3 separate regions of the Mus musculus genome follow, and regions 2 and 3 are each linked to region 1. The links are chromatin contacts, called in public Micro-C and promoter capture Hi-C maps. All regions are on one chromosome and are shown on one strand. Each heading gives the region's core, a stretch centred on a gene start, on an enhancer-like site or on the middle of the called end of the contact. The rest is flanking DNA. Distances are from core to core; before and after follow the strand shown.

Region 1 (4,692 bases), core at 695-3,194:
AGGACCCTGATATAGCTGTCTCTGGTGACTATACCAGTGCCTAGCAAATACAGAAGTGGATGCTCATAGTCATCTATTGGATGGAACACAGGGGCCCCAATGCAGGAGCTAGAGAAAGTACCCAAGGAGCTGAAGGGGTCTGCAACCCTATAGGTGGAACAACAATATGAACTAACCAGTACCCCCAGAGCTTGTGTCTCTAGCTGCATCTTCTTCTAGTAGCAGAAGATGGCCTAGGAAGGCCCCTTGGTCTTGCAAACTTTATATGCCCCAGTACAGGGGGATGGCAGGGCCAAAAAGTGGGAGTGGGTGGGTAGGGGAGCAGGGTGGGGGGAGGGTATAAGGGACTTTCGGGATAGCATTTGAAATATAAATGAAGAAAATATCTAATAAAAAAATTGAAAAGAATTGTCACAGTCTCAGTCTTGCTGTGGTCTCTCCAGTTGGACTGATTTTCATTACTCAAGGCCACATCTGGTGACCTTGGCCCAGTAAATAAGCCTGGCTGCTTACACATCAGAATCTAACTTAGCCCAAAACTCTAGTCTAAGGCTCTTTCTGACCACCTCATAATCGCTTCTAAAAAAAAAAATCATTTCTAAACAACCAGGTAGTATTTTGCTGACATGTGTAAGATGTTTCCATTATCTGTCTTAGAACTTATCTGTGACTTTTTACTTGTGGTCTTTCCTGGCCCAACAACTGTGAAAAGTTCTTCTCCTTCAAGGCCCAACATTAAAAGGTCATTTCTTGTCAAAAACATGATGGGAATTTTTAAGGCAGAATGTGTATCAAGACAGCAATGCAAGGTTTGGTAACTTGTACTGCTAGTTTCTAGTTTAATTATCATTTGCCTCGCTCAAGTACATCATTACATACTCAGCAATATGAGTGGAGCACTGTTGAGTTAACTGAACTGGGGAGAGGGACCATTATCCTTTGCCTTCTGAGTCTCAAGCTGAAAATAAAACTGAACTAAATAAATTTTCAGGAGAAAAGGACACACATTTTATTTTTTTTAAAACAATCATGTGATTAGCGTCTTCGTGGGAAACCTGAAAGCCTGTGTGGCTGTATCTACATACCAGGGGCAACCAAGAAAAGTAGCTAAGATGTGGATTTAATTCTAAAAGGTCTGTTGCAGACCTCTCAGTTTCATCTTCTCTACCTCATAAGTTTTTGTTTTTGTTTATTTTTTTTAAGTGCTCGAAACTCAAAGAACAGCCAAGGCAGCAGGCTGTAGGCTCCCACCTAGCATGGTACACACAACAGGCACCAAGAGAGTATTCTCCATTCACATACAGTCCGCGAGTAATAAATACTCTTTGCAAAGTAAAGTGTACTCTGTTACCTGCTTATATCTTTCTTTCCCTTCCTAGCTTATAAATTTCATAAAGGCTTCTTTTTTTTTTCTTGGGAGGCAATTCTTGGAGGTGTAAGTGTCTGGGACTTAAGATGAGAGTTAAGTCAATCCCAGCAGAAAAGAAGATGGCTTAAGAGTCTCCATTCTCATTGCCAAAAGCTTTACCGTGTTTCCTATCCTCAATACGGATCCACTCAGAAGGACTAATTTACCATCCAATCCTGGATAAGGGAAAATGACAGATAAGGGGAAATGAAAGGTGGAGTTGTTCATCTGCTAAGATATTGCATTGTTGAGTTAAATGAACTTGGAAGACAACGCTGCGCTCTAAAGGCAACCTACAGCATCTCCCAGCGAGTCGAATGGTGACTATAGAGAGATCTCAAAAACTGAAAAACTGGCGAGCCCTGCGGACCGGAACCCTACAGCGAGTGCGCACCGGCTGGTGGGGGGAAAAGGAGCCCGGAGGAACACCACGAACCCGGCACGGCTCCGCCCCCTCTCCAAGGCAGTGGGAGTCACGGAGTGGCTCCGCCCCTTCCACAGTCGCTAAGCAACCAACCCCGGAAGTCGCGGTCCGGGGCAGGCGCCGCAAGCGGGTGAAAGATGGCGGAGGGTGGCCGTGCGGAGCCGGAGGAGCAGGAGCGTGGGTCCTCCAGGCCACGGCCCCCAAGTGCGCGGGACTTACAGGTGCGCAGGCATGGAGCGCGGCGGCGGCGGGCGAGAGGGCGTGGGCATGGCGGGCGCGGGCCAGAGCCACTTTGTACCTCACCTGAGCCTGTCTCCGGAGAACTGGAGGGTCTCTCCTGGAGGCGCATTGCGGAGGGGTGCGTGTGGAATCCTGTGCCCTAGCCTCAGGCGGCGGTACAGGGGTTCCCTTCACGCTGGATGCACAAAGCAAATGTCATTTTGCCGAGCCATCTGGGTGCCTCCCAGCTGATGCTGCCTGCATTTGGGGAGTTGCTGTGGCCAGTGATAAATCAGCCATCACTAAAAAAGTAACTTTAAAAATGACGCGTGCTGGTTTGTTCTCCTGGATGCTTTTTCACGTTTGATGATTTATACATTAAAAGCACTTTCTTCTCCAAAAGCCTGCGGTTTTGCAGGGGAGAGCTTAAAACAGTTCAGGCTTTGGTCACAGCTCGCTTGAAAGAGTTCACAAAACAGCTTAACAGAAATAAAACTCAGCAATGTTAGGATGCTGGCATTAGCTAAACACTTGTCCGATGCTAATACTGCTTGTCCATTTTAGCCTTTTTTTTCTATCTCCTCATGAAATCATTGATAAAACTCAAACGATTAAACATATATTAGGGGTTATAGTTCAGAATAAATGAGCCTGGATTCGCAAACCTTGACAGAGCATTTTTATAGCAGGTCTTCATTCTGTAACCAGACGTACTGACCGTTTGCCATTCTAACTTTGTGCTGAAGCTCTGGGAAATGTGGATACAAATAGGACATCAAATCCAGAAGTAGTAGTGGATACTGTTGTGTGCTATCAAATTTTGTGAAAGGTCTCAGATTTGAAACAGGCTTGTAAAGCAGCTTTACAGACCAAGCCAATGCAGAATTCTAATGGTATTAATTGAGCACTGGTTGGTTCCGGTGACCCCGGAGCCAGTTAGCTCGTTATCTTAGAGTAATTGTCACTGTGATGAAACACCATGACCAAAGCAGCTTGGGGAGGAAAGACTCATGCTTCCACTCACAGTTCCTTATCAGACAGGACGTCAGAGCAGGAACATGGAGGCAGGAGCCGATGCAGAGGCTATGAAGGGTGCTACGTACTGGTTTGCTCCCCAAGGTTTCTTCAGCCTGCTTTCTTATAGGACCCTGGGCTCACAGCCCCGGTTTGGCACCACCCATAGTGTGTGTGGCCCTCCACCATCCATCACTAATTAAGAAAATGCTCCAAAGACTTGCCTACAGCCTTATGAAGGCATTTTTTTTTCATCGAGCCCCCCTTTCCCTGATATCTCTGGCTTTGTCAAGTTGACATAAAACTAAACAGCACACTAGTGAGGCAGTGTATTTTCTGTGTCTGGCTTGCTAGTTTTCATAAAGTCACATCTTATTGTCACTTGGAGTTTTCCCAACATGCTCTGGGTCTAGAAGCTGCCTCATTCAGGAATTCTATTTTGTTTTATGAATAATCTAGGTTTAATTGTCCTGAACAGTCTCTATTTTAACCACATATAACCTTTTGGACACCTTCATAACTGTTTGGAGAACTAAGCATAGTTTGAAGCATCACTGAATGCCAAAAAAAAAACAAAAAACAAAAAACAAAAAAACAAAATAAAACAAAGCAAAAAACAAAACAAAACAAAACAAAACAAAACAAAGGCAGTTCAGAAGATGAACTTGGAGAATGCAGAGATCAGCATCAGGTAGGAGATAAAAACCAGTGAATTAATGACCAGCTGAACAGAAATCTATCTCAGCTGCCATTCAGAATAGTCTGTCAGCCTCTACATCAGGAAGGAGGGTTTTAGGAAGAGGGCTATATAGTTATCTCCTGAAGTGTCTCTCTGTTGTGACTTCTGGACTGTTTCTAAGGCTGTTGTGTAGTGTCCTCCAGGCAATTCGTCATAGGGTTTAAAGTTGTTTAAGGTATTTAATTGCATATTTCCCAATGTTCCTCCAGAATAATATCAACAGGATTGCTGCTCTTAATTCCGTGTTTCCATCCAGATTAGCATTTGGGGAGGAGTAAACTTGTCTGAGGCTATCTAGATCACTGGTTCTCAGTGAAATAATGTCCCTGGAAAGGCTTGATAAAGCAGACACTAGCGCTCATACCCATATCTAATAGGTACAGAGTGGGACTTGAGCATTATGTATTTCCCAGATTCCCAGGTGTGGCTAGTCTGTACAGTTAACTTTACTGTGTTTTCTACAATGTAGCATAAGGCTGAGCCTTCTAGTTCTCTCTTGCTGTGTTTCTGCCCTTCACAGTGACTTAGATTCAGGTTACCTTCCAGACTGGAAAGAATATCAGTCCTTGACTTGGGAAGAATTGGAGCAAGAATGTCTCTTACTTAGGAAGCGCTGGTTTTGTCATTATACTTTTATCTGGTACTTGAATTAATCTTCTTTATTTAATTTCAAATAATATAATCTCAGGAGTGCTCAGTCTCTGTGTCTAATAATCTACACTTTAAAGAGTATCTCTAGCTGCATATGTAGCAGAAGATGGCCTACTTGGCCATCATTGGGAAGAGAGGCCCCTTGGTCTAGCAAACTTTATATGCCCCAGTACAGAGGAATGCCAGGGCCAAGAAGTGGGAGTGAGTGGGTAGGGGAGCAGGGCGGGGGTGGGGGGC
Region 2 (4,692 bases), core at 594-3,093, 2.3 Mb before region 1:
AATCCCTATCAGTACAGGGTGGTCCTGGCTGGCATGCCCTTCTTCCCCAGCTGTCCTTCCCTGTATAATCCATTTAGTTACTTCTCCTCTTTTGGGCTGCTACACCTGATTCTCCTCTCTTCCTTCTCCCTTCCCCTCCTACCTCTTCTCACATGGCTCAGAGTCAGGTCCATGTCCTATGTCTCCCTTTTATTCACGATAAACTTTGTTCTTCATACCTAGGAGCAGGGATGTCCTCTCCTCCCACCATCACCCCCATTCTTTTTTTCATCCAGGAACAAACCTTACTACAGAAATGATACAGTAGGGCCAGGAACCCCAAAACGGCTTAGTTTACCAGCAGCGATGCCCATGAGATCTGTGGCCCCGTTATGCTTAGGAAAAGCACTTCAGGCTGAAGTTCGTGGTAACTTTATTTCCTAAAAATATGCCCTAGTGGTATGTTTTCTTCCACACCATCCTTACTTCTTTAAAAAAATAAACAGAGACAAAAAGCTTATCTCTACATCGGCTCGATGGAGTCAGCCTAGTGCCCCTCGGAAAGCCTTGAGGTCCCTTTGGAGCAGTTCTGCACCCGGCCTCTGCAGGGCGCGGGCCTCCCAGCAGCTCTGGATGATGTTCTGCAGTGTCTTTCCAGTCAGGGAGGCGGTGAACACCGCCCCTGCCAGTGAGGGGCGCAGATTGTAGGCAACCACTGCATACTGCACGTACTGAGGTTCGCCGGAGTAAGGCACCTCCCTGGTGGTCATCTGCCACAGGGTGATTCCAAAAGAGTAGATGTCAGCTTTGGGCGTGGCAATCTCTCCTTTCAGGATCTCCGGAGCTTGGTGCGTGTACGTGCCCCCTATGTGGTGAGGGGACGCCTGCCGGCACCGCAGATCCTGCAGCTTCTGGGAGCAGCCGAAGTCACTGATCTTACAAACGTCTTGCTCACTGATCAAAATGTTCGCTGGCTTCAGGTCCAAGTGCAAAATGCTTTGTGAGTGGAGAAAAAGCAGGCCGTTAACAACATCTAGGGAATACTTGAGGCACTTCCCCAAACTCAGTTGTTCTCTGCAGCTGAGAGGCTCCGGTGAGCGGGTGGCACCGTAGATGACTTGGTGTAGAGTCACGTTGCCCCCAAACTCCATGATTATGGTACCTAGGCTGTTGGAGTCTTCGGGCGTGCGCGTGCTGGCAGCCACAACCCGAACTATGTTGTCGTGGCGTAGTCTTGCAATGTTCAGTTCAGCCCAGAAACTCCGCTGGGATGCACGTAGGTCCTTGGTGCACTTGTTTACTTGCTTGATGGCCACAGGAACACCGTGGTAAGTGGCTTTATACACCGAGCCAAACCCTCCAGAGCCCAGCCTATGCATCAGACATACCTGTTCCCAGTCTATGGAGAACCAGGCCAGCCGGCGTGGCAGTCCGGGAGCCCGAGGAGGAGTGGTCCCCAGGAAGAGCTTCCCTGCCTTCCTCGGGGCCACCAAAGGAATGCTGCAGGACCGCGAGTCCACCGATGGCGACAGCTCACGAGGGAGGTAGCGACACAGGCTTAGAGGCGAAGGCATTACACCCTCAGATGGGACAGTCACATGAGACACTAGGGAGAAATGAGTAGGAACAGCCAGGGAAGTTTGGGAGCATGGCTGAAGATTGCTGCCTTCATCCCAGTTCCTTTCCCTTCTTCCTTGATTCTCAAAACCAGCCACATCTGTGCTATCACTACTCCACAAGGTGTTTCTTTTTTAAAAAATAAGTCAGGTGGGGTTGGGGGTGCAGATGAAGCCTGGCAGTCTCAGATGAAACGATTGCTCACAGCTAAAGTGAATCCTTAGCAACTTCTTCCCCCGTTAAACAGTACTGGCCTGCCCAAAAGTTCACGTCACCTTCCAACTAATTCTTCAATCACAATACAATGGAAGAAAAAAAAAATCAAGTACATTCTGATGATCATTAATCAGTCCTTCGACTGAAGAGAAAAAAAAAGTACAGTGAACTTGGTGCACACTTTTCAGGCTATAATGATTGTTAGTGCTAGTCTCCAGCTGCATTAAATCACTCCCAGCAGCTATTGGCTGCAAGAGTTGCAATACAAACAGCAGACATTTGTTGAACTACTTGCCAGGGTTATTAGATGCAACCTTTGTAAGAATTAACATCTGTAACTTTAATGTCTTTGATCCAAATACAATCACTTATAGAAGTCAGATCACATACCTTTTACGTTCATCAGAAGGGAGCATTCTGACACTGTATTTGATTTAAACAGCAAGTTAAGACTCTGTAACATAACAACACAGTGACCTCCCAATATCCCTTTCCAAGGCAAGTTAAGCCACCCCATGAGTGTGAGTTTGCTTCAAGACAGATTCTAGACTTCACAGAAAGCAAGTTCCTGGAATTTAATGCAGAGTTGGAGGAAGGAAGAAAGGAACAAAGGTGATTGTGATGACCACGGCTGTAAATATCAGCAAGCGTGGGAAAACAGAGGAAAAGTCAGGAGAAATAGACATGGCTCAGAATCACTGGTACCCATCTATAATATGGAAAAGCAGATGCTGAACACAAATTCAGGGTCTGGCCATCAAACCACACATTCCTCCTTTTTTGTTTTATAAAAATGCGCTCAGTTTTATGCTATATCTCTGGGAGAATGGGGAAGAGCCTTGCTCTGTTTATTCAAAAACGTTTCTCAAAGTGGCTAGGAGTTATTCCTCTTAGCTGCTTGGTAAGGTGTTTTATGCATACAGGTGATAAGTGATCACTTTTCATGTGACAGCTGTGTCCCTTTGACTTCAGAATCACAGGTTTTGAGAAGACAATAAAGGAGAGACATATAAACAACTCAAAGTTCACCAAACTCCAGGTTTCTACTTGATGGTATGATATGATTTAGTCTGCCATCTTGTACATAGTATATAATTGTTAGCACCTCAATGCTTTATGTAAGAAATTAGAATAATTAAAGTAAACATTTTTCGGGAATAAAAGTTGAGTAGCTTTGAACATATTAAGAGAACAAAATATTAAAAATGTAAGCCATGGAATATTTTAATAGAAGCCCCATTCTGTGCACGCATATCAAACCCAAATAAAAAAGGAAAATAGTAAGCAGGACAAAATTTAAAAGCACTGAAATTATACTGCAAATTTGCTCAGCAATCACAAAGATAAGATTATAGTTCAGGACTGTGAATTGTGGACTTCAGGAGCATAAGAGTAATAGGTTGCCTTAAACCTCTGGGTATCACACAAAATACATTACAATGTGATTTATTACTTTGTAATTTTTAATTTTAAGACAACCTCATAAATAATTCACTTCTAAAGTTGTCTAGTATTTATCCAAAATGCAAAGTATTGGTGAAAGTATGAGTCACTGTGTATGCACAAATCTGAGCTCATTCCACTCACCAGCCATCTACTCAAGGCTTTTAATGGTGTACCCACTGCTTTCTATGTGTTTCCTTTTGTGGGTATTTAAAACTGCAGACGGTTTACACCCTGGTAACCCCATCATAGGCTGTAAGCACTGATGAGTGGAAATGCATATGTTAAATGCTTTACCTAGCAAATGTCAGAGATGGTTATTAACCCGAATGACAGTGCTACAGAGGGGCAATCTGAGCAGAGAGGTCTGTTGAGTGCATAAGGATGCCATATCATTATAAAGTTAAAACATTGGAGTTTGGAGTCTTACTATGGAAACTGCCCTTACTCTGAAAAGATCTACCATTATATTAACTTTCTTTCCTTTATCACCTAAGTTCTTATTATGATTTTAATTAACTTTGTTTAATGCTGACTTTGTGTCCACACGTATACAACATTTCAGTATTTTTAACCTATGATGGGGTTAATCAGGGTGTAACCCATTTGTAGTTTCAAATACCTGTAAAAGAAAATAAGTACGGAATAATGGACATGCAATTAAAGCCCTTGGGTCTATGGATACATGGTGGATCTCAAGCAATGGGCTTGTGATTTGTGCATGCAATACGAATCATACTTTCACAAATACCTTACATTTTGGATAAATACTAAACTGTGATTAGAAATGAAAATTTTATCTCAGAAATGGATAAAAGCCTGGTTTTAGAGATAAAGTACAAAGGCTCTGGGTTAGATGGCTGGTGTTTCTTACTGTACCACCACCTGAGTTTCCATCCCTGGAAAAGACAGTAAAAGCACACCCAACCTTACGTTGTGAGAAAGACTCAGAGATTTCAAATTCTCCTTTGCTCCGGATTTATAGTAGATGGAACTTAGCTACTACTTATTTATGAAACTCATAGAAATAAAACTCTGGTATTTGGGGGCTTATACCAGGTAAGAAACACAGACGTGTTAAATATCACTAGCTTAAAATAATCTACTGGGGCTAAATGAATTCATTTTATTGATAAGTTAAAAGTTTAAAGTGTGTTTTCCGGCACTTTCGTTTTGTTAAAGATATAAAAGCACGTCATATTATCCGTAAATGTCCAATCTACAGAATTTTAACTTTAATCTGATCAGATGCAATAAGGCTTTGTGATCTCCAAAGACAAAAGACAGCATTTGAAGGTAACAGGGCAGGTGCGATGTAGGAATTGGTCCTGGCCGCTCCTGGAAGTGTGAACATCTGTTCCTTCGGCTTGGAGATCTGCGGATATCAGCGAGTTTATCAGGTGTGACCACAGATACGGAATCTACAGCTCCTGGGAC
Region 3 (4,692 bases), core at 586-3,085, 2.3 Mb before region 1:
GTCCTCTGTAAGTCTGCATAGGTGATGAAAACCCTAAGAAAAGAGAAGCTGTCCCTTTAAAATGCCCTGCTCTGTCCCAGATCCCACGTGGAACCAACATCAGCAGCACTTTCCCACTAACATCAATGTGATGCAAGAGGCACCATCCTTTTATATACATAAAACCAGAAAACTTCAGTCCAACATTCCTTAGTGAGGGCGAACAGGTGAAGCAAACGAGCCAGGAAGGGAGAAACCAAACAACTCCCCACCCCTCCCCAGAAGGTTCGCCAGTCTTGCCCTCCAGTCTCTCTGGGCAACAGCACCTTTCCACCCCTCCTCTGGAGAGCCCAGCTTAAAGAAAGGAGGGAGCCACTAACAAAACCCGAGGCATAAATGCGACGAAAATGCAATCTAAAGCCGGAAAGGTTTATTCTTCCAATCACACATATTAACTCTATTAAGAAAATGGCATCACTTTTTTTCCTACCCCAAAAAGCAACCTCCTCACAGATCATTAAAAGGGAGTTATAAAATAGCAAATATAGTGTTTATCTTATCTCAGATCAGTCCACATTACCAATAAGTTTAGTAGTTTCTGCACTACCACCTCCCCCTCCCTCCCCCTGCTTCTCTTGCATTGGATTTTCACGTTTTCTCATTGTCGGTGGAGTTATAAAAGGCTTTTGCCCTTCGAAAGTTTTAAAAAATAAATAAATATTAACTCCTTGGTCCCTGCAAAGTCCAAATGGACTTCAGGGGAAAGGCGGTTCACACTTTTACCTTTGGCGAGAAAGGGGGGCGCATCCCGGATTTTTAGGGATTTTTTGCGATTTTTTAACAATTTTTATTTGGTTATATGCCTGAGTTCTCCCTCCATTTTGGTTGTTTATGATACTGACAACAAGCTGTCCCTGCTCCGTCCCGATCTCCTGCTTTCATTTAGCACCCCCTCCCCCTACGCCCCCGTCGCCACCCGGCTGGGTCCGGCGCCCCGCGGACCCCGCACCCCGACTCGGCTCTCCCACCTGGGCAGGAGGGCAAAAACAAATGCATTTCTCCAGAAAAGAAAAACCTCTTCGGAAAAGGGGGCAAAGTTACCCCAAGTCACTCCCAGTACCCCCCAAATATTGCCGACCGCGGGTCTCCGCCAGGCCCTCTGGGAAGCGACCTTCCCCCGGGATGTTTTGGTGGAAAACGCGGAGAGTTTCCTCTCAAAACCGAATTTATATTAATTTTTCCCTTATTTTTCGGGTCTCTAATGTCTTCCGCTCTCTCTGCTGCCGCTGCCGCTGTCACAATATTCACAGCACCAGAGAGGAGGAGGAGGAGGAGGAGGAAAACTTTTCAAACTTTCCAGACCCTGAATAAAAGGGTTTTTTTTTTCCCACCGACCTCACCTTCGGGTCCCCAGTCGCGTCGCCCCCTGCCCTGTCAGCAGCGACCTCGGGAGTCCTTGCAGCCCCGCCGCACGATTTTATTTGATTTTTTATTATTATTTTTCTCTCTGGGGTCCTGAGCAGGGGCTGGGAGTAGCACAAACTTTTCCTCCTCCTGCCGCCGCCGCGGCTCCTCTGCCCCCTCGGCTAGTCCCATAATTTAAATAACCCTGATATTCCTCCCGCTAAACGCCTCCCCGCCGCCCCGGACCCCCGGAGAACTCACCGCGGAGCTTTAACATCCTCCCTCCGGCCCGTCCGCCGCCTTTACACCGCCCGCGGAATTTCTAATAATTTTTTTCTCATATTTCGGGCTGGACGCGGCGGGCCTGGAAATTGTTTCCTTACGCCTCTTTCCAGCAGCCATTGTAGTGTATGCGCTGCCCCTGCAGCTCAACTTGCAGCTGCCGCCGCCGCCGCCGCCGCCGCCGCAGCCGCCGACGTCGCGCCCACCGCCGCCTCCTACCCCCCCCCACCCCCCCCCCCGCCCGCTCGGCCGCCGCCCCCGCCCCCGCCCCGCGCCCGCCCGCCGGCCCGCCCTGGCCCCCGCCCGCCGAGGTGCCCGCCCTCCTCACGCTCCGCCCAGGGCCTGGCCAGTCCGAGCGGCCGCCGCCGGGTCCAGATGAGCTCATTGGTTGACGTGGCTGCCCATCAGGCCGAAGTGGTAAGAGCGATGCTGAAGGGCGGGGGGCGCGGTGGGGCGGGGAGAAGGCGGGGTCTCACGCCGTCCCACCCGCTCCTCCTGCTTGAGCCCTCCTCCCGCTGCCCGGGGGCGGAGCGAACTGAGCCCGCCCCAACCTCACAGAGTTCCGCGCGCCTGTCAATCTGGCAGCGGCGTGCGTGGATTGGACAAGCTGGAACGGGGGGCGCGGGGGCAGCACGTTGGGGTGCGCGCTACTTAAGGTCCTGCTGCGTGAGCCACTGACGTGTTTGGAACTGCAGCCGGCCCGGGTGCTGGCTGAGTGGTGGCCTGTGGTGAGTGGTCTCCGGCCCCTCCCTCCCTGGACAGCAGGCCCGGGACAGCACTGCGCCGAGGGCAGACCCTAGTTCGTGGCGCCAAACCCTCCGCGGCGCGGCATGCTCCTGCCGCTACTCACGCCACGCGATTCGTCCGGCCGGGGCAGCGGAAGGTGACCCCATGCAGGTCTGGGCACCCCGGATTGTGTCACTCCCCTCCTTGCCCTCCCCAGGTCCCCGCTCTACGCCGCCCCCTTCCTTCCCAGCCCCTTTTGTGGTGTTTACCTGTGCCCGCCCTCCACCGTCCGATTCTGCGGCGCGGCACCTCGGAAGGCGGTGCGGTCCGGGAGTTACATTCTTGGAGATTCGTCTCCGACCTCTCAGATCCCTGTGATGTGTACTTTGACATTTTGTCCCTGGTACTCTGTACCCAGGTTTATGGTGTGCTGTATTTCTGTTTCCGGATTTAACACTCACAGACCAGACTCTGAGAAGCCTGGGGGGCCTGGACTTGTTCAGTAACGTGCCCTTCCCCCACTGCGGATCAAAGCTGCGAAGAGTGGGAAATCAGGAACTTTTTTGGTAAGCAGTTTGCCCTTTAGAGTAGATTTTAGCACTATTTCTCAGATGTGCTGTAGGTTTGCAGTCTTCCCTCAGGCTGGTTTTCTTTCTGAATGTCATCTTGGAAGTAGTACAGTGTTGTAACAGTTGTTCACTCCTGCACCTTCAAAAAGTAAACAGATAAGGCCTCTTTAGCAGGGCACTCCATCTTGTCCTTCAGCCACACTCCTCCATGTAAATTGACATTTCCTCTTCCTTTTCTGTTAACACAGGAATTCATACGAAGGAGGTGACATTAGGAAAACCATGTTTATAGTGCATTTAGTATCCAGAATAAAAAGCAGTAAAACGGGAATAGCCTGAAGCAGCAAATTTGATGCCTGTTTTGTGTGGATACTTTTTAAAAGAATTTCTGGCTGATGATAATGAAACAACAGAATCTCATGATCAGGACGCAGTGTGAATTGTGTTCGTATCAGATTGTCGAGATTATTATATGCATGAACGATCAAGCGGAGCTCTGTGGGAGACATGAAGAGAAGACTGTAGATTTTCTTAGTTCTGGTATTCTCTCAGGAAGAGGCAGTCTTGTAAACTATCTTCCGAAGAGGAAAGGCTTCTAGAGATAGTTGGACTTTGTACTGAGTGCCCTTCCTGTCAAGACGCTTCTACTGGCTGGGTATTTTCAATGAAGTTCATGGCATAAATGATTATTTGGTGATTACTGAAAGTTAAAGGACTCAGAGTAATCAGATTCTATCTCCGGGAAAAGTTGGGCTCCTTTAGCTTAGACATCCCGATCTTTACCAGAATGGAAGAAGTTGGACTGGATGGCCATTGATTCAGAATATGTTCACTTCTTAAGAGTTTATGGGCTTGAATTACTTTTCTGGAATATACATTATTTTGTTTAACATTGTTTTTGGTGACATTTCATACAAAACGTTGGACTTCTCTGAAAAGGCCCATGCATGTTTGTTTTGTTCTGTTTTTTAATTCAGTAGAGTTGTGTACTTCATACTGCCTTATTTCTCTGGCATCTGCTTTGATTTTTCGGTAGAAAAGTGATTAAACTAGAGTAGCATTTGGGTGTGTAAGCCAGATCAGCCCCTTAAGCTAAGTAGAGGACGTTTTTTCAAAGATGGTGGGTGGCTCATCAATACCTTATCGATATATTGAGATAAATGAAGCCCTTTCTCAAATAATTGTGACTTGTGTTTTTTTTTTTTTTTTTTTTTTTTTTAACCTCTTCCCCTGCAAGAGAATTGTACAGTTTCATTTGAACTGGGATTTGAAGAGCAGTTGTACTTGACCATGACTGATTGGCTGACTTCATAAAGTGTATGACTTGACTTCCAATAGCTAATTGGCTCTTAGGGTAATGTGATGTCTTTAATGGATAAAACCTTTGCAAAGCTGTATTTTTAAGACTCAAATTGGAAAATTACTGAGCCACAGTAGCATTCTCTGACCTCCTTCAACCCATGGAAAGTATTAATCTACATAGAAGGTAGAAAGGGAATTGAAAAATTCATTCATTGTTTTTTTAACTATGGCTTTTTAGAATGTTAAGTAAGCAGTAACTTGACTTTTGTTTGTGTGTGTTTCATTGTTTCCTATAGAGTACCTTCTACTTTGAAAATTAAATTTTGTGGGTAAATTAAATTAAAAGTACTTGTGGGGCTGATGACATTTTCTGGTCATTTCCTTCTGACCTGTTTTTCTGTCGCCTGCCTTCAGTAAGAAGACAAGATGC

Evidence for each region. Promoter capture Hi-C pulls out the DNA fragments that hold promoters and counts their contacts. Hi-C and Micro-C count contacts between places; a contact is called where the count stands out from the background.
Region 2: a promoter capture Hi-C map of frontonasal cranial neural crest shows a contact between it and region 1. The contact joins the promoter of Mos here to the promoter of Ubxn2b in region 1. A contact is called at or near these places in 3 of 39 promoter capture datasets (frontonasal cranial neural crest, hippocampal neurons and liver) and 1 of 115 datasets of contacts at active chromatin or transcription factors (astrocytes).
Region 3: a contact with region 1 is called in a Micro-C map of embryonic stem cells, with 6 times the contacts expected there. The contact joins the promoter of Plag1 here to the promoter of Ubxn2b in region 1. A contact is called at or near these places in 11 of 39 promoter capture datasets (the 3T3-L1 cell line, the C10 cell line, cranial neural crest and 6 more), 2 of 484 Hi-C or Micro-C datasets (embryonic stem cells and pre-megakaryocyte-erythroid progenitors), 4 of 115 datasets of contacts at active chromatin or transcription factors (astrocytes, embryonic forebrain, pro-B cells and 1 more) and 2 of 9 other capture datasets (adipose tissue and liver).

The regions. Positions count from the first base shown.
Region 1 is chr4:6,189,161-6,193,852 of GRCm38.p6, forward strand. It overlaps Ubxn2b (UBX domain protein 2B), which reads left to right and starts at 1,945. Exons shown (of 8, transcript NM_026534.2): 1 at 1,945-2,053. The coding sequence starts at 1,970.
Region 2 is chr4:3,870,262-3,874,953 of GRCm38.p6, forward strand. Mos (Moloney sarcoma oncogene) reads right to left here and starts at 1,844. Exons shown (of 1, transcript NM_020021.3): 1 at 397-1,844. The coding sequence starts at 1,553. The coding sequence ends at 522.
Region 3 is chr4:3,936,570-3,941,261 of GRCm38.p6, forward strand. Plag1 (pleiomorphic adenoma gene 1) reads right to left here and starts at 1,836. Exons shown (of 6, transcript NM_019969.3): 1 at 1,645-1,836. Chchd7 (coiled-coil-helix-coiled-coil-helix domain containing 7) reads left to right here and starts at 2,319. Exons shown (of 5, transcript NM_181391.4): 1 at 2,319-2,562; 2 at 2,810-2,957; 3 at 4,677-4,692. The coding sequence starts at 4,689.